Regions from separate parts of the Mus musculus genome. Here region 1 is linked to region 2. Evidence: chromatin contacts called from public capture Hi-C data. All regions are on one chromosome and are shown on one strand. The core of a region is the stretch at or near the end of the contact, and the rest is flanking DNA. Distances in the headings are between cores, read along the strand shown. Region 1 overlaps Ppp2r5d (protein phosphatase 2, regulatory subunit B', delta). Region 2 overlaps Ptk7 (PTK7 protein tyrosine kinase 7).

Region 1 (2,700 bases), core at 47-2,546, 100 kb before region 2:
AGTCCCCCAGGATCTCTCCCTTGTCACCCCCATTTGATAGAAGAACTGGAGGCTCGGAGGGAACAGCGTTGCTCTGTGAATGAGAGGCAGAGCTGAGGTTCGTGGGCTAAATGATGCTTTGTTTCTGAGATTTGAAGGAGGATCCTAGGATGAAAAGTGGCTTTGAGATGTCAGGTGAGACTCTGTGTCCTGCCTCTGCAGTGAAGATCTTCTCTGGTCTGACTCTGGAGAAATGGACTCTTGTTTTTTGTTTGTTTGTTTGTTTTTTCGAGACAGGGTTTCTCTGTATAGCCCTGGCTGTCCTGGAACTCACTTTGTAGACCAGGCTGGCCTCGAACTCAGAAATCCGCCTGCCTCTGCCTCCTGAGTGCTGGGATCAAAGGTGTGCGCCACCATGCCCGGCCCTTGGTTTTGTTTTTTTAGTGTTTTTTTTTTTTTTTTTTTTCTGAGACAGGGTTTTTCTATGCATCCCTGACTGTCCTGGAACTCACTCTGTAGACCAGGCTGGCCTCGAACTCAGAAATCCACCTGCCTCTGCCTCCCAAGTGCTGGGATTAAAGGCATGCGCCACCACTGCCCAGCAGAAATGGACACTTTAGCATACTGTTGTCCTGAGTTCTGGGTGCAGGGACGGAGGAAGGGAGGATGGTCCAGTCTCCCACTTCAGCTCCAAGGCCACAGTTGTTATCCTCAAACCTCTGTGAGTTTGAGGCCAGCTAGGGCTTAGAGAGACATTGTCTCAAAAACAAAACAGACCCACCAAAGTCTAAATTGAGCCAGGTGTTCTCATGCATGTCTGTTGTCCTACAATAGGCAGGATGATTGCTGTGAATTCAAGGCCAGCCTGGTCTGTACTTTCTAAGTTTTAACCTAGGCTATAGTGTGTGATTACTTAAAAACAAAATAAAATTTTGGCATCTCACATAGTTAAAAGCCAAAGTCCATAGCCTTTCTGGCTCCATTTTGTTTTTCTAGCATCTACCTCATTATTGGAAGTCCAGACTCCTGAACCAGAGCTTCTCTGTGACACAGGCCCCCCTACATGAGTTCCATTGTTCTCAACCTGCTCTATTGTCCTCTATTGTTTTTTGCTACTTAACTCAGCTTTATCCTCTAAGAGCTAAATCAAAACCCTTCAAGGATGGAATAGATGGATCATAGTTAAGACACACACACCCCTTAAAAATAAATCTTTTTTAAAGTCCCCTCTTGAGAGATGTCCTCCCTCATTCTTCCAGGCAGTTGGTAACCCATCCTCTGTTTCCACAGCCTTTGTGTTCACTGTACTGGCATCTCCATGGTACCATCAGCTGCTTCAGCGGCTGCCCCACCTACAGTCTCTGAGCTCTTTGAAGACAGGGGCCATGTCCTAGTCACCTTTCCTCTTTGATGCTGAGTGAGATGTTTAGAGAAGAAAGGGAGGATGGGAAGAATTAAACTCAGCTAGCCAGAGCTCCATTTGTCACAGTGGGAGAGGATGCCTCTATAGATCTCAGGGTTTAAACTAAAGCAGCCTTCAGTTATTAAACCAGTTAATTCATGATGCAGTAGATACAGCATGTAATCTGTGCTTTTTAAAAAATATTAATTTATGTATTTATTGTGTGTTTGCACAAAGGTCACAGGGCAACTTCTGTCCTTCTACCATTTGGGTCTTGGGGATTGCGCTTAGGTTGTCAGCCTTGGAGACAAATGCCTTTATCCACTGAGCCACCTCACTAGCCCTTATTAATTGTGTTTTGCACCGGAGTCTTGCTATGTAGTCCAGGTTGGTTTCAACCCACAGTGACATTTTCAGTTTTGTCTTCTGAGTGCTGGATTTATGGGTATAAACCACCACGTTTGGTTCTATCTGTGTACTTTGTAATTAATTTTGAGCTTTGGTCTTGTTTTGTAGCCTAGGCTTGCTGAAAACTCCATCCATCTGCCTTGGTCTCCTGCATACCCAGGAGTACAGGCATGTACCACTTTTTCTTCTAATTTTATGATCCATCTTCTTGTTAATATTTCTTAGAGTTGGGGGTAGGGAGGTAGCTTAGTTAGTAGAGCCTAGCATGCACAAAGCCCTGGGTTCTATACCCAGCGCCTCATACACTGATGTGGTGGCACACATACTCAGGAAGTAGAGGCTGGGAATCTGGGCACATGAAGGCCTCCTGGGGGCCATGTAGGTTTTGCAGTGGAAGGTACTTCAGGCCTCTGCAGAGTTTCAGAAGGCCTAGACAGGACAGAGTTCAGCAGGAACGCAGAATTGCTGGGTTGCCTTAGGTCAGGTATCCTTGTGGTGGCTGCAGTTGTCAGGGGGCTTGTGTGTCTTCTACCCACCCCAGGACAGTGGAGAGACATTAGAAGACACTGGAGGATTTAGAATAAATGACCCAGTGTGAAGTGAGTGGCTGCCACAGCCACACATTTGCTCTCTAACAAGCATGTGAAGGGGAGACAGACAAGAGATGCCCCCCTGGGCCTTGGCAGTCAGGGCCTTTGCTCTGGGCTGGCGTCTCTCAGTGGTTTCCTATACTGGGTCCTGCCAGTGGTCCTTTTGAAAGGAGAGCTGGGGCCAGGCCAGTGGCTCAGTCGATAAGCACAGGTGGGAGGGCAGATTCCATCCTTAGAGCCGTAGAGGACTGAGGAGGTGGAGTACTCCTGCAGTGCTTGTGAGCCTCAGCAAAATGGCAGCTCACAGGCCATCTAGCCTGG
Region 2 (2,700 bases), core at 173-2,672:
CAGGTGTGGAGATTGGCCATTGTTTTTCTCTTTAAGATGAGACTCATTCTCTTTTTCTTCTTCTCCTTCTCCTCCTCCTCCTTCTTCTTTGATTGATTGATTGATTGATTGATTTAATGTGACCACACTGTCACTCTCTTCAGACACACCAGAAGAGGGCATCAGATCCTATTACAGATGGTTGTGAGCCACCATGTGGTTGCTGGGATTTGAACTCACGTCCTCTGGAAGAGCAGTAAGCTCCCTTAACCACTGAGCCATCTCTTCAGCCCTGGCTTTTTTTTTTTTTTTTTTTTTAAAGAGGCTAGGACTGACTAGGGGCTGGTGAGATGGCTCAGTGGTTAAGAGCACCAACTGCTCTTCCAGAGGTCCTGAGTTCAAATCCCAGCAACCACATGGTGGCTCACAACCATCCATAATGAGATCTGACGCCCTCTTCTGGTGTGTCTGAAGTTAGCTACAGTGTACTTATGTATAATAATAAATAAATCTTAGGGCTAGAGCAAGCAGGGACTGAGCGAGTAGAGTTGACCAGAGCAAGTGGGGCCAACCGCAGAGAGCAGGGTTGAATGGAGCAAGCAGAGGTCCTAAAATGCAATTCCCAACAGCCACAGGAAGGCTCACAACAATCCGTACAGCTGCAGTGTACTCACATACATAAAATAAAATAAATAAATCTTTAAAAAAAAAAGAGGACTAAAGGTACAGTCCTGTAAGTGTCTATGTGGTGGACCGTTAATGAGCCAGAGGTAAGGCGCAGAAAGCGCCTTCATGCATGAGGTGTTTGAAGCTCGAGCTGGGGATTCTGTGGTAGAGACATAGCTCTGCCTACATCTTGTTGCTAAGGAGATTCTTGGGTTACTCATGCCCACAGGCAAAGCTCCTACCCACCTCTCCCTTTCTGGATGTTCCCTGGTAGATGTGGACCTCAGCTACATAAATCCACTTAGCCCCTGATCAGCCTGGTGTCTCGGCACCCCCAGATTATACCTGGGTAGGGCTGCCATTACGTAGTAGGTTGCTGTGCTGCATGCAGCTCCACAGGGCCCAGTGAAGAGAGGCAGTGCAGCTTTAGGAGACCCGAGTCCAGAGAAGGCCTTTCTCAGACCATCCCTCTAGTTAGAGGTAAGGACAAGAAATGAAGCCACCTTGGGATAGGTACCACCTTAGTCCCCCGAAAGCCGCCTCTGCACAAAGCTAAGAGCTCCTGGGGTCTGGCATCACTGCCAGGGACTCTCCGGTTCCCCAAAACGTCGATGGAGCAATGTTTACAATGAGCCATACAGGTTGGCGGCCCGGGCACATTCCCACTGCCTTCTAAGCAAATGTGGGGGCCACTGAGCAGGGGCTCTGAGAAGCCCGGAGGCTCCTTTCTGCTGGCTTTGGAAACATCTAAGTGTACCCCAGCCAGGCACTAACCAGGACCTGCTGTGAGCTGACGTCAAGACAGAGGCCCCTGGGAGGCCCGGCTTTGATGTTTCCCAGGCCATGTCATAGGGGTGCGGAATGGCGGGGGCTCTGAGTGGCAGTCTGGGAATGCTGCGGCTCTGGTCACAGCTCTAGAGAAGCATAGTCCTGATCCCAGGAGGGGATGTGGAAAGCTGGGGGTTGGGGCTGAGCCGTGTCCCTCAGAGTTACATAGGCTCTTCTCAGGTTTCTGCAGCAGGTGGTCTGGGGCTCCTGTACCCTCAGGGCCTATCCCGTTGTCCCACCCACCATCTGGTTGTTCTCTGCTCGTCTGTCTAGGCTTTAGCACATCCCAGAGCTTTGGCGTGAGGAGAGTTGTCTAATATTCTGAGGGTTTGAATCCTTGCGCAGGAAGAGAGTTCCTGGGCTTAACAGTAGTTGCCTCTTACCAAAGGTGAATTCCGGTCAAGGCCTTTCACACACACAGAGCTGCATTGTGGCTCACAAGATCTTCCTGTGGGAAGAACACGGAGCATGACAGGATCAGACTTGGCTCTGTCTGAAGCTGAACACACTCTAATACATCCTTAAAAATAAAATAAGCCAGCCGGGCGGTGGTGGCACACGCCTTTAATCCCAGCACTTGGGAGGCAGAGGCAGGCGGATTTCTGAGGTCGAGGCCAGCCTGCTCTACAAAGTGAGTTCCAGGACAGCCAGAGCTATACAGAGAAACCCTGTCTTGAAAAACCAAAAAAAAAAAAAAAAAAAAAAAAGCCTTTAAGGGAATAAAAAAACCCACACATGCAATCACGTTGCCCACCCCCACCCCCCAACATTTTTTTTCATCCGTTTAACCAGTGAGATGGTTAAACCTCTGGCCCTTACCATCACACTTGGTGAATAAGCCAAGTTCAATTCCTAGAACCCATATGGTGGAAGGGGAGAACCAACTCTTAACAAATTATCCTCAGATAGGCAATCTGCCTACAGAAGACCTGAGTTCAATCCCCAGAGCCCACATGGAGTGGTATCTGAGGTTGACCTCTGACCTCTCCATACGTGTGCACACATGGATGCATACGTACACACTTGTTTTGTTTTGTTTTTTAAGACTCATGTGTTTTAAGCAAGTTTACAATCTTGGGTTCGACTGTATTCATCCTATTCTGAGCAGCAAGTTGGACACCCTGACTGTCATAGGTGATGTCTCTGCTCTTTGGTGAACATCCTGGAGTTATGGGTTGAGGGTCCCAAGATTTGCAGAGGACCGTGGAGTAGAGCTGATTCTGCCAG

Evidence for each region. Capture Hi-C pulls out chosen DNA fragments and counts their contacts.
Region 1: a contact with region 2 is called in a capture Hi-C map of embryonic stem cells, with 2.8 times the contacts expected there. The contact joins two enhancer-like sites. A contact is called at or near these places in 6 of 39 promoter capture datasets (embryonic stem cells, maxillary cranial neural crest and stem cell-derived epiblast-like cells), 2 of 484 Hi-C or Micro-C datasets (both in embryonic stem cells), 9 of 115 datasets of contacts at active chromatin or transcription factors (the HPC-7 cell line, the SCID.adh cell line, bone marrow-derived macrophages and 3 more) and 2 of 9 other capture datasets (adipose tissue and embryonic stem cells).

The regions. Positions count from the first base shown.
Region 1 is chr17:46,693,332-46,696,031 of GRCm38.p6, reverse strand. All of the region lies in intron 2 of Ppp2r5d (protein phosphatase 2, regulatory subunit B', delta), which reads left to right. Among named protein-coding and RNA genes, the nearest start is that of Ppp2r5d, 10 kb to the left of the region's middle. Within about 2 kb of position 1,296, at least 2 of the 459 cell types and tissues checked have an H3K27ac peak or open chromatin away from gene starts, as enhancers often do. A contact at or near this core is called in embryonic stem cells, where this site is marked.
Region 2 is chr17:46,593,688-46,596,387 of GRCm38.p6, reverse strand. All of the region lies in intron 1 of Ptk7 (PTK7 protein tyrosine kinase 7), which reads left to right. Among named protein-coding and RNA genes, the nearest start is that of Ptk7, 34 kb to the left of the region's middle. Within about 2 kb of position 1,422, at least 51 of the 459 cell types and tissues checked have an H3K27ac peak or open chromatin away from gene starts, as enhancers often do. A contact at or near this core is called in embryonic stem cells, where this site is marked.